Linked DNA regions of Mus musculus: regions 2 and 3 are each linked to region 1. Evidence: chromatin contacts called from public Hi-C and HiCAR-type data. All regions are on one chromosome and are shown on one strand. Each heading gives the region's core, a stretch centred on a gene start, on an enhancer-like site or on the middle of the called end of the contact. The rest is flanking DNA. Distances are from core to core; before and after follow the strand shown. Region 1 overlaps Ulk4 (unc-51-like kinase 4). Region 2 has its middle 26 kb from the start of Lyzl4. Region 3 overlaps Lyzl4os (lysozyme-like 4, opposite strand).

Region 1 (4,337 bases), core at 172-2,671:
CTGTATCCAAACACAGACCAACAAAGTCAGAAAAGAACCATCTGACACTTAACCCTCTGGTCTGTCATCAAAAGGATTCAGGCTGGGTGTAGGGCATAACCCTGTGGTCCCAGCCCTGGGAGGTACAGGCAGGAGAGCTAAGGGTTCACCTAGGCTGCAGAGCAAGACCCTGTCTCAAAGCACCAGCAAACAAAAATAATTCAATGGTGCCATGTGAGATTCAAAGATATAAATATAGATAGAGTGTTTCCTTTTAAAATCCATTTCCACCAATATCTTCAGTAAGACAGAGCCTCACAGAGTGCTCAGGTCCTGCCACAGTGAGCCACTGAGCTGAGGAGGAGCCAAGCCATTAAACACATGACTCTACTGTCAGACATTGACATCTGACTGGGAAAACAAGACAAACACCTGTTAAACAATAAAATCTTTAGTATTTAACAATTAGAAACAGGCAGGACAAAATTATAGACAGATCTTCACAGAGAGAAACTTCTTAAAAATAATAAAGAAGCAAGTTGTTAGACTAGTGTGGTGTGGTGTGGACAGTGTCAGTGGGGGTGGAAGGCGGGCTGAGGTCTTGATGTGGCATGGGCAGTGAAGAAAGACAGGAGGGCCTTGATGGCTGTCTTTGAGAAGGGAATGGCTATTGCTGAGGGCACTAACACATATATACTTCATCACGCACCTGCACTTCATCTAAGAAATCCTGTGATGAAGAAACCAGTGGCTGGTCTAGGAGTTTAGAGCATGGGCCCCTCGCCTCCAGAGGTGATTAGCCACCCCTGTGTCTAATGTCTGCAGAACTGTGTGTTGCTGTCTTTAGCCCTCACAGACAGACAGCATTCTTGACAAAATGACAAAATGAACAAAACAAAAGTTCTTACTCAAATCTGATGCTCTAAATCCTTGCAAAAATCTAAACTAAAGACACTCCACAAAACACCTGATGGTCACTCAGCAAAGGGCTACAGTCACGAAGTGTCACAGGCCATGACAGCCAGGGACAGAGTACAGTAGACGGATGGGGGGGGGGGGGTTTGCAAGTGTGATGTGGGCCTTGAGCAGAAATAAAGACATCAGAGAGTCAGTGGGTGGAGTCAGTGGAGACTGGGGTCACTAAGTCTTTGGCCTGCCACCCTGAGCCTATGGCGACCACATCAGGCCAGGCAGAGCAAAGGCAAGCAAGGCTTTCTCTAACCTCAAGCCTTTTCCTGAATCTAAAACTTGTTTTAAAAATATAACTGACAATTGCTTAGATAAAAATAGTTTAAAAACCAAAATTTCTGCTTGCTAAAGTTTTCCAGTAACCTTAAGTAAGGAAATAAAGGACGAGACTCCAACCAATGGAATCACATGCTGCTCTACAAAGCCCATGGGGACAACACTGCATTACCCATGAAGCCTAGCACAATCCAGTCTCTCTGCCAGACTCTGACTCATGGAAAGACTCAGTCCTTTATAGGAGATGGTCATGTAAGGCAAAGACTGCCTGTCTAGGAAATCAGCACGTTCCCAGATGAGAGCAGGGGAAACTGCCACAGATGAATGTGGAAAAGATTTTTAAAAATACAAAGCTGGAAGACTAAAACAAAGGGGGCTGGAGAGATGGCTCTGTGGTTAAGAGCACTGACTGTTCCTCTAGAGGTCCTGAGTTCAATTCCCAGCAACCACATGGTGGCTCACAACCATCCATAATGGAATGTGATTCCTTCTTCTGGTGTGTCAGAAAATAAATACATAAAATAAATAAATAAATCTTCTTTTGTTTGTTTGGTTGGTTGGTTTTGTTTTTTGTTTTTTGAGATAGGGTTTCTCTGTATCGCCCTGGCTGTCCTGGAACTCACTTTGTAGACCAGGCTGGCCTCGAGCTCAGAAATCTGCCTGCCTCTGCCTCCTGAGTGCTGGGATTAAAGGTGTGTGCCACCACGCCCGGCTAGAAATAAATCTTTTAAAAGAAGAAGAAGAAAGAAGAAGGAGGAGGAGGAGGAAGAGGAGGAGGGTCACACTGTCCTCCACATCAGTCTGGACACCATGCAAGAGACTGGCTCTGTGTGACCAGCCCGTCCTTCCCCGTCACTGAGCCCTGCGCTTTGTAAGCACAGCTGGAATCAGGATGGGAGTGGGAGTTGAGGCCTGGGGTCTAGAGGTTGGTGGACCTCCACGGCGTGCAACAAGTGAGATCAAGCAGGATGAAGCGTACCCACTGCACTGACGTGTAAGTGAAGGGAAGAGAAGGGCTATGGCCTGTGGCAATGAGGCACACAGGCCAAGCAGCCGAGGAGAGGAGACACAGTGAGGCAGAGAATGCGCTGACCTCCCCTCCCCCACGCAGTGGGTGTCCCTCTGCACCTTCGGATTGTCTATAATTGGGGTGATCACAAGATCCGAGTCCGTGTAGATCAGCTCTCTCATCTGGGACTCCAGGGCCCCCTGGCTCAGGTGCCCGCTTGTCATCTGGAACAAGAGCAAAAGTCACACTTCACATTTACAAAGGAGAGCAACAGATCAGTGGTCCTGGATGCCTGTGTCAATGAACTTCAAGTGTGATGAACGTACCGTCAGCCTGATGGGTCTTCACATAAATACTGAACTGTGTGTGCCTGGTCACACCAACAGTTCTCACCATTGACTGGTCACACCAACAGTTCTCACCACTGACTGGTCATACCAACAGTTCTCACCACTGACTGGTCACACCAACAGTTCTCACCACTGACTGGTCACACCAACAGTTCTCACCACTGACTGGTCACACCAACAGTTCTCACTGCTGCCTGGTCAATCACACTAACAGTTCTCACCACTAGGCCAACCAGGATCACACTGCTATCCTCCCACACTGTGAGGTAAAGGTGACTTAGCACTGTCCAGGGTTTGGCTTGGTCTTGTTTCTTAAGATGAGCCTTGCCCCATCTTTTATCCACAAAACATGCAACTACTTCTATCTTCCTCATGAAATTAAATTCTTGGATTTTAAAAGTTCTGGCTAGCATGCTGCCTTGCTTCTAAAGAATTAAACATGCACACACATATTGCTTTGTGTCAGTGGGGGTACACACACATTATGCATACACACAAACTGTAATGCAATGATTAATGACTACATATTCTGTAATTCTATTTACATGAAATGTGTAAAACAGGCTATCTAGGAAGACCCATGGACTAGAGTAGGGACGTGGAGAAGGCCAAGTGTGACAGCAAACAGTTACAGTGTTTTTTTACAGGATAATAAAAACAGCTCTCTGATTGGCTGGAATAACAGTCACACAGCCTGTGAATCCCATTAAAGCCCATGAAACATCTACTTTAAATGGGTAAATTGTATTTCATGTCCATTATACCTCAATATAATCACCACTGAAAGCCTACCTCTAAGCAACAACCAGGGCCTTGTGCTTGCTAGGAAAACCAGCATTGATCAGGGTTCACACCATGGTCAATGCCATCCTCACAGCAGGGTTCACACATCAACTGATAATTTTCTCCACAAGTGTCTCTAATGTGTCATAAATCCCATGGCTGCTCACCTTGGATAAGGGAGAAGTCTTCTGAGGTGAGCTGGGGTCCTCACCCTCACCAGGATTTAATTCCACCATGGCACTAGTCCTTGGAGTGGGCCGTGAACTGGAAAACACACAACAACTTAACAGGCTGCAGAAGCGATCCTGTCCGTTCCCTGTCTCCTAGCAGGGAGAGTGGAGGGGAGCCGGGAGGAAGGGCTCCACGCCTCTTGCACAGGTCCTCAGCGTATAAACAGCTTGAGGCCTAACTTTTAGTGACTGTAATTTTTGCAGCTGCTCCTTTTAAAGAGTGTTGGTACATGTGCCCATGCAAGTGGAAGTCCGAGGATGTCTCTGCACATCTGGCGCTCCCCAACCCTTGGTCTCCCGGGTGTGTGGCCAAGGCCTTTACCTACGGAGCCTCCCGCTGGCCCTGCAACTGCTCCGTGGATAGTTTCCTGGGTAATCAGTTACTTATGTCTAAACTGCATGCTACACACACAGCCTTTTCCATTTGTGACATTTTGTGTCACCAGCATCTATTGACCATACTCAGCAATGGCACTCATGACGATGTGTTCTGCACACGCACACACACGCATCCACCCCCTTGTCTCCCTCCCACTCTCATGTCCTTCTTCCCAGACGCTTCATTCTCTGTGTTCATGTCCACCTGGGGATGAGCACTGACTCTCTTCAAGGCTTGTGGTAGAAGCATGGATTAGTGTTTTCTTTTCTAGCCAGGAACTTTAAAATATGAATTTTGTTATCTTCTGACCGGTTGGTGGTGCAGCTGGGTTTTACATACCTGAGGAGAAATATGGATTCATT
Region 2 (4,762 bases), core at 1,659-4,158, 310 kb after region 1:
GGAAGGAATGTAAGAGCCTCGGGCTGGGAAGGAGCCCTGTGAGATGCTGCCATCTGGACAGAGTATGGTGGTGGCGATCATGAACAGGCAGCTATGGACACCTACACAACATCCCTTCAACATTCCCAAGGGAGTGGGGGAGGTACGCAACATGCCCCTCCCAGTGGAGGAGCTGGGAGATGTCAGGGCCAAAGGAAACCCCACTTCACCAAATTCTGGCAGTTAGACAAAAGTCAGCACTCCTCAGAGACTTGTGACATGGGTTCCTCTCTACCAAAGGGAGCTGTTCACTGGCAGAAGGGACAAAAGCTTACCTGCCGTTGCCTATAAGCACACCAAAGCACATGCTGGCCTCCAGGCTCCCTCGGTAACACAAGTACCTGCTACACATTTTAGAGCTCATGCTGGTCCTGGCCTGCCCTTCCTTAAACTTCCCCAGCTCACAGGCTACCCTCTCTTGACTACTCATTCTCCTTATAAGCCTGCTATTTTGTTTTCTCTCTCTCTCTCCTTCACCATTCTTAGTTCTCTCTCTCATGCTCTCTCTGTCTCCTCTGTCCACACTTTCTCTGTCCCTCTTTCTGCCTCTCAGGTCCAAGCCTCTGGCCATGTTCTGTCTACTACATTCTCTGTCTGCTCTGAACTCTCCCAGATGCCTCTGGCTGTTCTCTCCCTTGCATCTACAATACAAACCTTCCCCTTAAGCGTACCTTGGAGTGGTCATGTCCCCAGTCTATACAGGAGATGCTCCTGTTAGTATGCAAGTAACAAAAAAAAAAAAAAAAAAAAAAAACGATTCAGACTGGAAGGATGGCTCAGTGGTCAAGAGTGCATGCTGCTCTTGCAGAAGACCTGAGCCCAGTTCCCAGCACCCACCTCAGACAGTTCACATCCACCTGCAACTCTGTCTCCAGGGACCTGACTCCCTCTTCTGGCCCCAGTGGCACCTGTACTCACACACACACACACACACACACACACACACACACACACACACACACACATATGCATGTGCATAAGAAAGTTTTTAAAATCTTTTATCTAAATCCAGTAAAGCACTGCTCACCTGGAATCCCAGCACATGGGATGGAGGCTGAGGCAGGAGGATCATTGTGAGTTTGAGACCAACCTGTAAGTTTTTAAATCTTAGGCCAGTCTGGGCTGAAAGTGAAACAGAGTCTCAAGCCAAGCAAAAACATTGTGCATCTCCAGCTTGTTGTTGTAACCTCAGATTGTGCATCTCTGACTTGTTATTGTAACCTCAGATTGTGTGTCTCTGGCTTGTTATTGTAACCTCAGATTGTGTGTCTCTGGCTTGTTATTGTAACCTCAGATTGTGTGTCTCTGGCTTGTTATTGTAACCTCAGATTGTGTGTCTCTGGCTTGTTATTGTAACCTCAGATTGTGCGTCTCTGGCTTGTTATTATAACCTCAGATTGTGTGTCTCTGGCTTGTTATTGTAACCTCAGATTGTGCGTCTCTGGCTTGTTATTGTAACCTCAGATTGTGTGTCTCTGGCTTGTTATTGTAACCTCAGGCAGCTTCTTCAGTTTCTTCATCTGCAGAGTAGGTACAGGGGTACCCACTGACAACATAGGTACCAAAAGCCACACCAAAAGGCTGCTTTGCCTTGAGGGCCAAAAGCCAGTCTGTCAAATGAGGAGTCCATGTGATCCTTGTAGATTCTGGTTTTGTTTTCCAGCTTCCTGAGTCTCCACAGCAGGCTTTTATAGAATGTGCAACTGTCTCCCTGTCTCTCTTATGGCCAGAGATTGGAGCGTGAGAAATGGAGATGTGTGGGTAGAGACAAGGAGCTTCAGGAGCCAGTGAGATTCGAGCAGGGTTGTAGGGTCGGCATCACAGTCATGAGGTTGTGCCATGTAACATGATCTCCCACACACACAACCTTTGGAAGCAGGGAAGTGAACTGTGGATGCTCACAGAAGCATGCTGGGTCTTCAGCTTCTCCTCCCTCCATCAGCAACGATAGAAGTGTGAGCAAAGGCATTGGATGCTTTCTTTTGCATTTACAAGTTTTATTTTTTATTACGTTAGATCTTGGACATATTCACACTTGTACATAATACTGGTTAGTTGCCTGAGCCCCAGCAGTGGACAGGCCCGATCTGACACAGACCCAGGGAAGGTCACGATCACTATGACATTCACAACCCATCTCCCAGCATTCTAGTTCTTACATTCTTTCTGCTCCCTCTTCCAGAATGTTCCCTGAGCCCTGAAGGGATGATGTAAGTGTATTACTTAGGGCTGAGTCCTCAGCTGTCACTTTTCCTCAGCACCTTATGCAGCCACGAGCGAATGTTCTTATTCAGCACTGTTATAAAGACAGAACAAAAAAAAAAAAAAAAAAAAAAAAAAAAAAAAAAACTCGGCCAATTAAGACCAATTAGACAAAACACACTGATCACACTCTCCACTGAGCCAACTGGGAGACACGCGAATGCTTTCCTCACTGGATTGTTGGAAAGATTTAATGAGGGCAGGGCCTGGAGGTTGAGCGGAAAACTCAGTCAGGAGTGAATGTTGTCATTACAATATCTCGATCCAGCTCTCACCCACAACCTGAGCCAACCTGACTCTTCTCTTTCCCACCCGAAGTTCAGCCACAATCAACTTTCTAACCACACAGGGGTGATTAAATGAGCCCCCAAGAGTGTGGAAAGGAACTAAAAACTCCTGAAATTTAAGTCATGAAATCTGCTCATGACAGGGCTCAAAGAGTAGACCCAAGAACAAGCCCTGGGCTACAAACAAATTAACCCCTAAAGGGGTAGAGGCAGAGGCTGCCTGTGCCCCTGCCTGTGGGAAGCTGGACGCCATCAAACTCTACACTGCACAGTAAGAGCCAGCATCCAAGCTCGTGCTTAGTCTGTTGCTGTGGGAGCCTCTGGAAGTGAGATGAGAGTGTCTGGCTGACTAGAACCTCCAAGATGTCCAGAATGACTCAACTTCCTTCTGGCTTGTTCTCAGCCCCTTCTCACAGGTTATGTGATGTCAAGCATCAAGTAACTTCTGGGATTTCGAAGATAGACTTTCTGAGCTTTCACATTTGAGAGCCAGACCAGTTGGGAAAGAAATAATATTTTCCTTTGTAAAATTCATACCCAATCCCACTATGGCTGTGGGCCCTTCTTTGTGGCTCTGGACCTGCCCTACTATGGATGTAGGCTCTTCCCACTGTGGCTGTGGCTCTTCCCACTGTGGCTGTGGCTCTTCCCTCTGTGGCTGTGGCTCTTCCCTCTGGGCTGTGGCTCTTCCCACTGTGGCTGTGGCTCTTCCCTCTGTGGCTGTGGCTCTTCCCACAGTGGCCATGGCTCTTCCCTCTGTGGCCATGGCTCATCCCTCTGTGGCTGTGGATCTTCCCTCTGTGGCCATGGCTCTTCCCTCTGTGTCCGTGGCTCTTCCCACTGTGGCTGTGGGTCCTTCCCTCTGTGGCTGTGGCATCTTCCCATGAGCAGTTTCAGGGAGTGTCCAGTGGGCTTGAGAGATGGCTCAGAAATTTGCTGCCTGGCAAGCATGAGGAATTGAGTTCAGATATCTAACATTCATGAAAAACCTGGGAACAGGGTACATACCTGTAGCCCCAGAACCAGGAGGAGGTACAGAGGGTGAGAGAGGGTAGACAGGACCCTAACTAAGCTCATTCACTTGTCTGGCTGATAACCTGAATTCTGAGTTCAGTGAGAGACCCTGTCTCAAAAGTAAGGAGGAGGAAAGCAGCCGAGGAAGATGCTTGATGTTGACCTCTGGCCTTCCCATAGGCATGCACATGAACACACATATGCACGCAGATGAACACACACACGTGCACACATGCACACACACACACACATGTACCTGCATGCACCTGCACACATACACACACAGGCACATGTACATACACACACACCACAGCACAGGCACACACACACACACAACACAGGCACAGGCACACACACACACAGCACAGGCACAGGCACACACAGCACACACACCACAAAAGGCAGGACATGGAACTGCTACAAGAGAGAGAATCTGACTTGAAGCTCCATGAAACATCAGCAAGCTTTGCTCTCAATCAGGTCTTCCTTACCTAATATCACTGGAGAGGAAGGGGAAAGTTCTTTCCAATATTAGTTTTAAAATCTAATTGAGCAGAATTCGGTTGCCTAGACAATGGTGTATTGAATTGTTCGGTGACAGTAAGGATGTATTAAAAATGCCCCCAACCTCCAGAACTATGGGCTAGCATAAATCTTGGGAGTTTTCAGCCACGGCTCCCTGTGTATCATGCCTTGCAATTGTGTTAGGAATGCAAATGAGGTGGTGAAGGGCTAGAGGAGCCTGAAGCTGTATGGCAACATCCCAGGGCAGGCTGGTGGCAAGCACCCATGCCCAAGAGGCAGAGCAGAATGGCATGGAGGTGTGCTGGGGGCTGCTGAGGAGTTGCTTTGATCTCAGAGATTGTGTTAGCCATAGTGTGTTTATTGGACAGATTATTTCCAGGTGTGTGTGTGTGTCTGTGTGTGTATGCATGTGTGTGCCTCTGTGTGTGCATATATGTGTGTGTGTGTTCATGTACATGCCTGTGGGAAGGCCAGAGGTCAACATCAGGTATCTTCCTGATGTGTTTGTGTGTGCATGCACATGTGTGTTCATACGTGTTCAGGTGCATACATGTATAGGGTTTTCTTTTTAAATTGTGTGTGTGTGTGTGTGTGTGTGTGTGTGTGTGTGTGTAGTTATTGTTACAGTTACTGTG
Region 3 (4,866 bases), core at 1,073-3,572, 350 kb after region 1:
AACATCAAACACCTGAGTATGTGCATGTATGTATGAGTGCACATGTGAATGCATGCATGTTCTTACATGTGTTTGTATGTCTGTGTGTTCCAGCATATGTTTGTGTGCACATGTATGTGCATGTGTGTGCAAGCACATGTATTTATGTGTTTTGCAGGTGTGTTTGGGCACATGTGTGTGCAAGCACACATGTTTACATTTTGTGCAGGTGTATATGTGTGTGCATGCATGTATGTGTATGTGTGCATGGGCACATGCAGGGATAAAAGAATCATAAACTCTGCAGAGCAGAGGACGCTTTGGAAATAGCCCTTCCTAGGGACTGTGAGTTAATTAAACCTCCCCTTTAAAGCCTACTTACTTACTTTTCCTCCCTACAGGCCCTGAGCATATTAGACAAGCCCACAAGACCCATCTTTGTGGGTTTATGGGATACTAGCCAGGCTGCTGGACAGACCTGCCATCCCACACACCTGGCACAAGAGGACAGAGAGTCCAAGGTCAGTTTGGTCAATGTAGTGTGACTCTGTCTCAAAAATAAAGTAAAATAAAATAAAATAAAATAAAATAAAATATGACTGGGGCTATATACAGCTCAGTGATAGATCAGTAGCCCAGCATTTGCAAAGTCCTGGGTTCAATCCCCAGCACTGCTAAATACACACACATGTATACATAAATGGTATGGGAGTAAAGGGAGGGTGGGAGAGATAGGGAGGGAGTGGGGTAGGGCTTCTAGGCACCAGGTGTGGGTAACAGGAAAAACAGGGAAGAACTCTCAGTTCCAGCCAGAAACCTTGATCCCAAAGACAGCTCGACCCCATCTGCCAGCCTAGGGACTCTCCTTAAACACAGAAACTGTCGTTGATACTAAGTTAAAGGACTAGAAAGCCAGAAGTCAGTGAGGGAGGTCAAGATCTGAACAGCCTGTACCCCACTGTGCAGGGTTGTGGTGAAGTTACATGTCTGAGCCCATGTCAGGGACACGGGAAACCATCTCTTATAACAGTGTCAGACGCTGCTGTGGAGAGCTGACGATCACCCAGCTCCTGAAACTCTTCCGGCTCATAGTTTTAATGAACTGCCAAGTCCTCACCACCACCACCCACCCCTACCTCCTGGGGACTGCAGGCAGCCTGACTGCAGTCATGCAGCACAGGGTCAGGTGGTCAGTCACGTGGCATGGGTCAGGTGATCACTAAGCCTGCTTCTCTCCCTTATAGGACACCCACCTCCCTTGGCGATCTGTAAGAGTAGATTCCTAGAGGGTTAAGGAGGTGGATCAGTGAAAAATGGGGTTGTTCTGAAAGCATGAAGACCTGAATTCGGATTCCTAGAACCCACTAAAAGCCATACATGGTAACACACCCCTATAATCCCAGCATTTTTACAGCAAGACTGGAGGCAGAGACAGAAGAGCGCCCTGATAAACAGGTCCACGCCCTGAGGTGTGGGGTGTTCATAAAGCTCTTAGCTGAACAGTGAACCGGGACCTCCTCTCTCTGCTAGCTACTCCTCTCTCTCCCCAAACCTAAGAACAGTGAATGTCCGGTAATGAAGGTATGTCTTCCACAGCCTCAACCAGTACACAGCAGAGACCAGGTACCAGTCTGAGCATACTCAGCTTGGGGGAGAATAGTGAACACCAGCCAAGTCAGAGGAGAACTGCAGCCAAAGCAGACAAACATGGCAGGGCTCAGGCAGCCACTGGTTTCTGAGAAACAAGCAGCCGGCTTTCCTACGCTGCTCACTTGGCTTTTAAATAAGGTTTGCTTTGTGCTCACAGTCCTCAAGGCTCTCATACCATGTGTTAAAATCCACTCCAGACTGTGAGCTCCACGTCGAGATGGCTATGGCACCCAGAGTGTCACCTTCCTTCCCTGTCTGAATCATGTGACTTTAAACTTGTCCCCTTCCCCAGCTCTGTGAAAATGAGTCTTCCTTTGCCTCTGGTGAAAGCCGATCCTCCCAGGAAAATGTATGCGATCTAGTTGAGATTTATGCTAATGGCCCTCAAGTCTCTCTGATTCAGTTTAGATCTTTTAAAACGCCTTGATTAAATTTGGATTTTCCAAAAATGTCAGAGACTTTGAATCAGGAAGTGCAAATTCGTTGCAAGTTTGCCAAGTGTGGGACGCTTCTCTTCTTTCAGTCCTTCACATCCTTTCGTGACTGAGACCCGTGGTTTGCACAAACGGGTACATATTTAGCCTGATGGCTGAGGAGAAACACTTGCCAGAATTACACGCTATCTCCCTTGCTTCACAGGCTCCAGGCAGGATACCTCAGAGGTTAAGGCATACTTGGGTCTCTTCAGCCCCCTGACCTCATCTGCACATGTCAGGCTGTGACTTCCAAGTCAGTAGCTCCTCCCTTAGGAAGACAAGGGCACATTGCAGCGAAATCTCTCAGAAGTGAGATGGCTGAAGCAGGCAAGCGTCAGAGCCTTCCCCACATCTCAGGGCTGATCCACCAGCATTGGAAGACAGACTGGGATTCTCCAACACCCACACTTGGCATCAACAGGTGGAGCTGACACAATGACAGCCCCCCTCCGGGAAGCCAATTTTCTGGCAGAGGATGGGGGAGGAAGCTGTAAATGGCCCAGGTTCCCCTGTCCTTTGCAATCTGACAGCAGCGACAAGCAATGCCCAGTGGCCATGGAAACAAGCTGGAGCAGGAAGGACAAGTGTTGGAGATGTAACAGAACACCCCCACCCTCCCCCACCCCCCTTGGCAGCTGAGGAACATGCTGAGACCTGATGGGACGTTTCCTTCTGTGTCTGAGGACACAGCTCAGCTCCAACAGCTGAGAAACCCTGCAGGGAATCTGAACAGGACCAGGAGCCAAAGCTTGACCCGGCTTTTGAATTAACTTATTTTATGTTGCCAGTGTCTCAAGCCTAGGCTGGCCTCTAACTTGCCATGTAGCCAAGGATGGTTTTAATAGTTGATCCTCCTGAGTCTACCAACTGAGCACTGTTACAGGTCTGTGCCCTGACTAGTCTTATCCAATGCAGGGAATCAAACCCAGGTGTTCCATGCGTGCTAAGCAAGCACTGAGTTAGTACGAGGAATCCCTGGGCTGTACTTGCCAAGTATCTGTAGGTAATAGAAAATCCCAATTGGTGGCTGAGACACATAGATTTTGAATTTGTTGGCGAGCCGGCACAGCTGATGTGGCAGCTCGAGAGTCCATTGCAGAGTGCCTCAGCATTGCAGGAAGCTTCTCGTAGATTCCCTGCACCCCAGATCCTTTCACTGGGCTTGTCATGGGTAGAATCAGCAAAGAATCAGAATGGCTTCCCAAGGATTCCTCACAAAGCTGACATGAGGGACTGGGATGTGGCTACGTTGGTAGACTGCTTGCCTAGCATACACAGAACACCTGGGTTTGATCCCTTGCGTGGAGTAAAATCAGGTGTGATGACTCAAGTCTGTCAACCAGCATCTGAGCGAGGAGGTTGAGGGTTGGGGGAGGGGAGGCTCAAAGTCATCCTTAGCTAGGTAGAAAGTTTGGAGTCATGCTGGGCTACATGAGACCCTGTCTTTAAAAAGGAGGGAGGGAGGATCTTAAGTCTGAGGCCAGTCTGATTTACACAGTAAAATCCTCTCTCTCTCTCTCTCTCTCTCTCTCTCTCTCTCTCTCTCTCTCTCACACACACACACACACACACACACACACACATATACACACACACACAAAGTTGCAAGGTCTCTTCCCACCCCTCCCCCAACTCTGAAGCAACCTCCACATGACTTCTTTTTTTATCCTTAATGTTTTATTACATTTACTTACTGTGAGTAGGACCACGGGTAAACCAAGGCCCACACCTGGAGATCAGGGACAGCTTAAAAGAGCTGGTTCTCCCCCTCCACCATGTGTGTCTGGGGATTGAACCAGTGCTGTCAGGCCTGGTGGCCAGGCCTTTACCCAGTGGCCCCACTGTGTGGATTCTATCACAGAGGTTGGGCTTTCATGTTTTAGGACTTCAAAGAATTAGAAACAAAATGTCATCTCCCTTGGCATTCTGCCCCAGCACCCGCAGCCTGTTGCCTGTTGCTGCTAAACCACAGTTTGCAGATCCGTTCATATACTGAGAGGCATCTGCACCATCTCCAGGTTCAGGCTGCTCTTGTGTTCTGCTCATTGCTTTCCAACACTCTTGGTTGAACCCCAATTAGAACCTCAGGGCAGATAGACCTGAGTAGTGGGGCACAGAGACATTCAACTTCCTATGTAATTGCAGGATCATTTTGTAAAGTGTGGCTTTGCATTTCTCACTCCCAGAGGCAGTATGCAGATGTCCAGCTGCTTACATGAGGAGCTCTGGGAAGAGCTGAGAGTAGCCCAGGTCCACCTCTGGACCTGGAGGGCCCAGGCCTGGCCAGGTGAGTAAATGGAACTCCAGCCTGGATGTGAACCACACTGGGGGTTGGGGGAGTCTATGGGGTACCACCCAAGTTCTGGGTAGGAGTATAAGGGTGCCACAATTGCCTTTAGACACAACTTGACTTTTACAGTCAACTTGACACAAACGAGAGTCATCTGGGGAGAGGGAGCCTCAGTTAAAGAAACTGTTTCCACTAGATTGTCTGTGGGGCATCTTCTTGATTAATGACTGGTGTGGGAGGGTCCTGACCTTTGTGGGCAGTGCCATCCCTAGGCTATATAAGAAAGCTATCTGAGCAGGAGCCCAGGGGTAGGGGAATCCAGTAAGCATTCCTCTGTGGTTCCTGCTTCAAGCTCCTGCCTTGAGTGTCTACCTTGTTTTCACTCAGTGATGGACTGTAAACCTGTCCATCTTAGCTTAGTTATCCTACAAAAATAAACCCTCTCCTCCCCAAGTTGCTTTGGGTCATGGA

Evidence for each region. A called contact is a pair of places that touch in the nucleus more often than the background predicts. HiCAR-type assays count read pairs that join an accessible place to other places.
Region 2: a HiCAR-type map of fibro-adipogenic progenitors shows a contact between it and region 1, with 7 times the contacts expected there. The contact joins two enhancer-like sites. A contact is called at or near these places in 1 of 484 Hi-C or Micro-C datasets (embryonic stem cells) and 1 of 115 datasets of contacts at active chromatin or transcription factors (fibro-adipogenic progenitors).
Region 3: a Hi-C map of cortical neurons shows a contact between it and region 1, with 5 times the contacts expected there. The contact joins two enhancer-like sites. A contact is called at or near these places in 8 of 39 promoter capture datasets (the 3T3-L1 cell line, 3T3-L1-derived adipocytes, HPC-7-derived erythroid cells and 4 more), 3 of 15 datasets of contacts at CTCF or cohesin (embryonic stem cells, large pre-B cells and stem cell-derived epiblast-like cells), 143 of 484 Hi-C or Micro-C datasets (the AML12 cell line, B cells, the BV-2 cell line and 72 more), 11 of 115 datasets of contacts at active chromatin or transcription factors (Th17 cells, astrocytes, bone marrow-derived dendritic cells and 6 more) and 3 of 9 other capture datasets (adipose tissue, embryonic stem cells and liver).

The regions. Positions count from the first base shown.
Region 1 is chr9:121,252,765-121,257,101 of GRCm38.p6, forward strand. Ulk4 (unc-51-like kinase 4) reads right to left here. Exons shown (of 37, transcript NM_177589.3): 11 at 4,315-4,337; 12 at 3,534-3,630; 13 at 2,353-2,457. Among named protein-coding and RNA genes, the nearest start is that of Gm34735, 15 kb to the right of the region's middle. Within about 2 kb of position 1,422, at least 23 of the 459 cell types and tissues checked have an H3K27ac peak or open chromatin away from gene starts, as enhancers often do. A contact at or near this core is called in fibro-adipogenic progenitors, where this site is marked.
Region 2 is chr9:121,558,328-121,563,089 of GRCm38.p6, forward strand. No RefSeq gene overlaps it. Among named protein-coding and RNA genes, the nearest start is that of Lyzl4, 26 kb to the right of the region's middle. Within about 2 kb of position 2,909, at least 7 of the 459 cell types and tissues checked have an H3K27ac peak or open chromatin away from gene starts, as enhancers often do. A contact at or near this core is called in fibro-adipogenic progenitors, where this site is marked.
Region 3 is chr9:121,598,554-121,603,419 of GRCm38.p6, forward strand. It overlaps Lyzl4os (lysozyme-like 4, opposite strand), which reads left to right. Exons shown (of 4, transcript NR_040740.1): 2 at 381-500; 3 at 4,292-4,392. It also overlaps a transcript of Lyzl4 not described here. Among named protein-coding and RNA genes, the nearest start is that of Lyzl4os, 14 kb to the left of the region's middle. Within about 2 kb of position 2,323, at least 51 of the 459 cell types and tissues checked have an H3K27ac peak or open chromatin away from gene starts, as enhancers often do. A contact at or near this core is called in fibro-adipogenic progenitors, where this site is marked.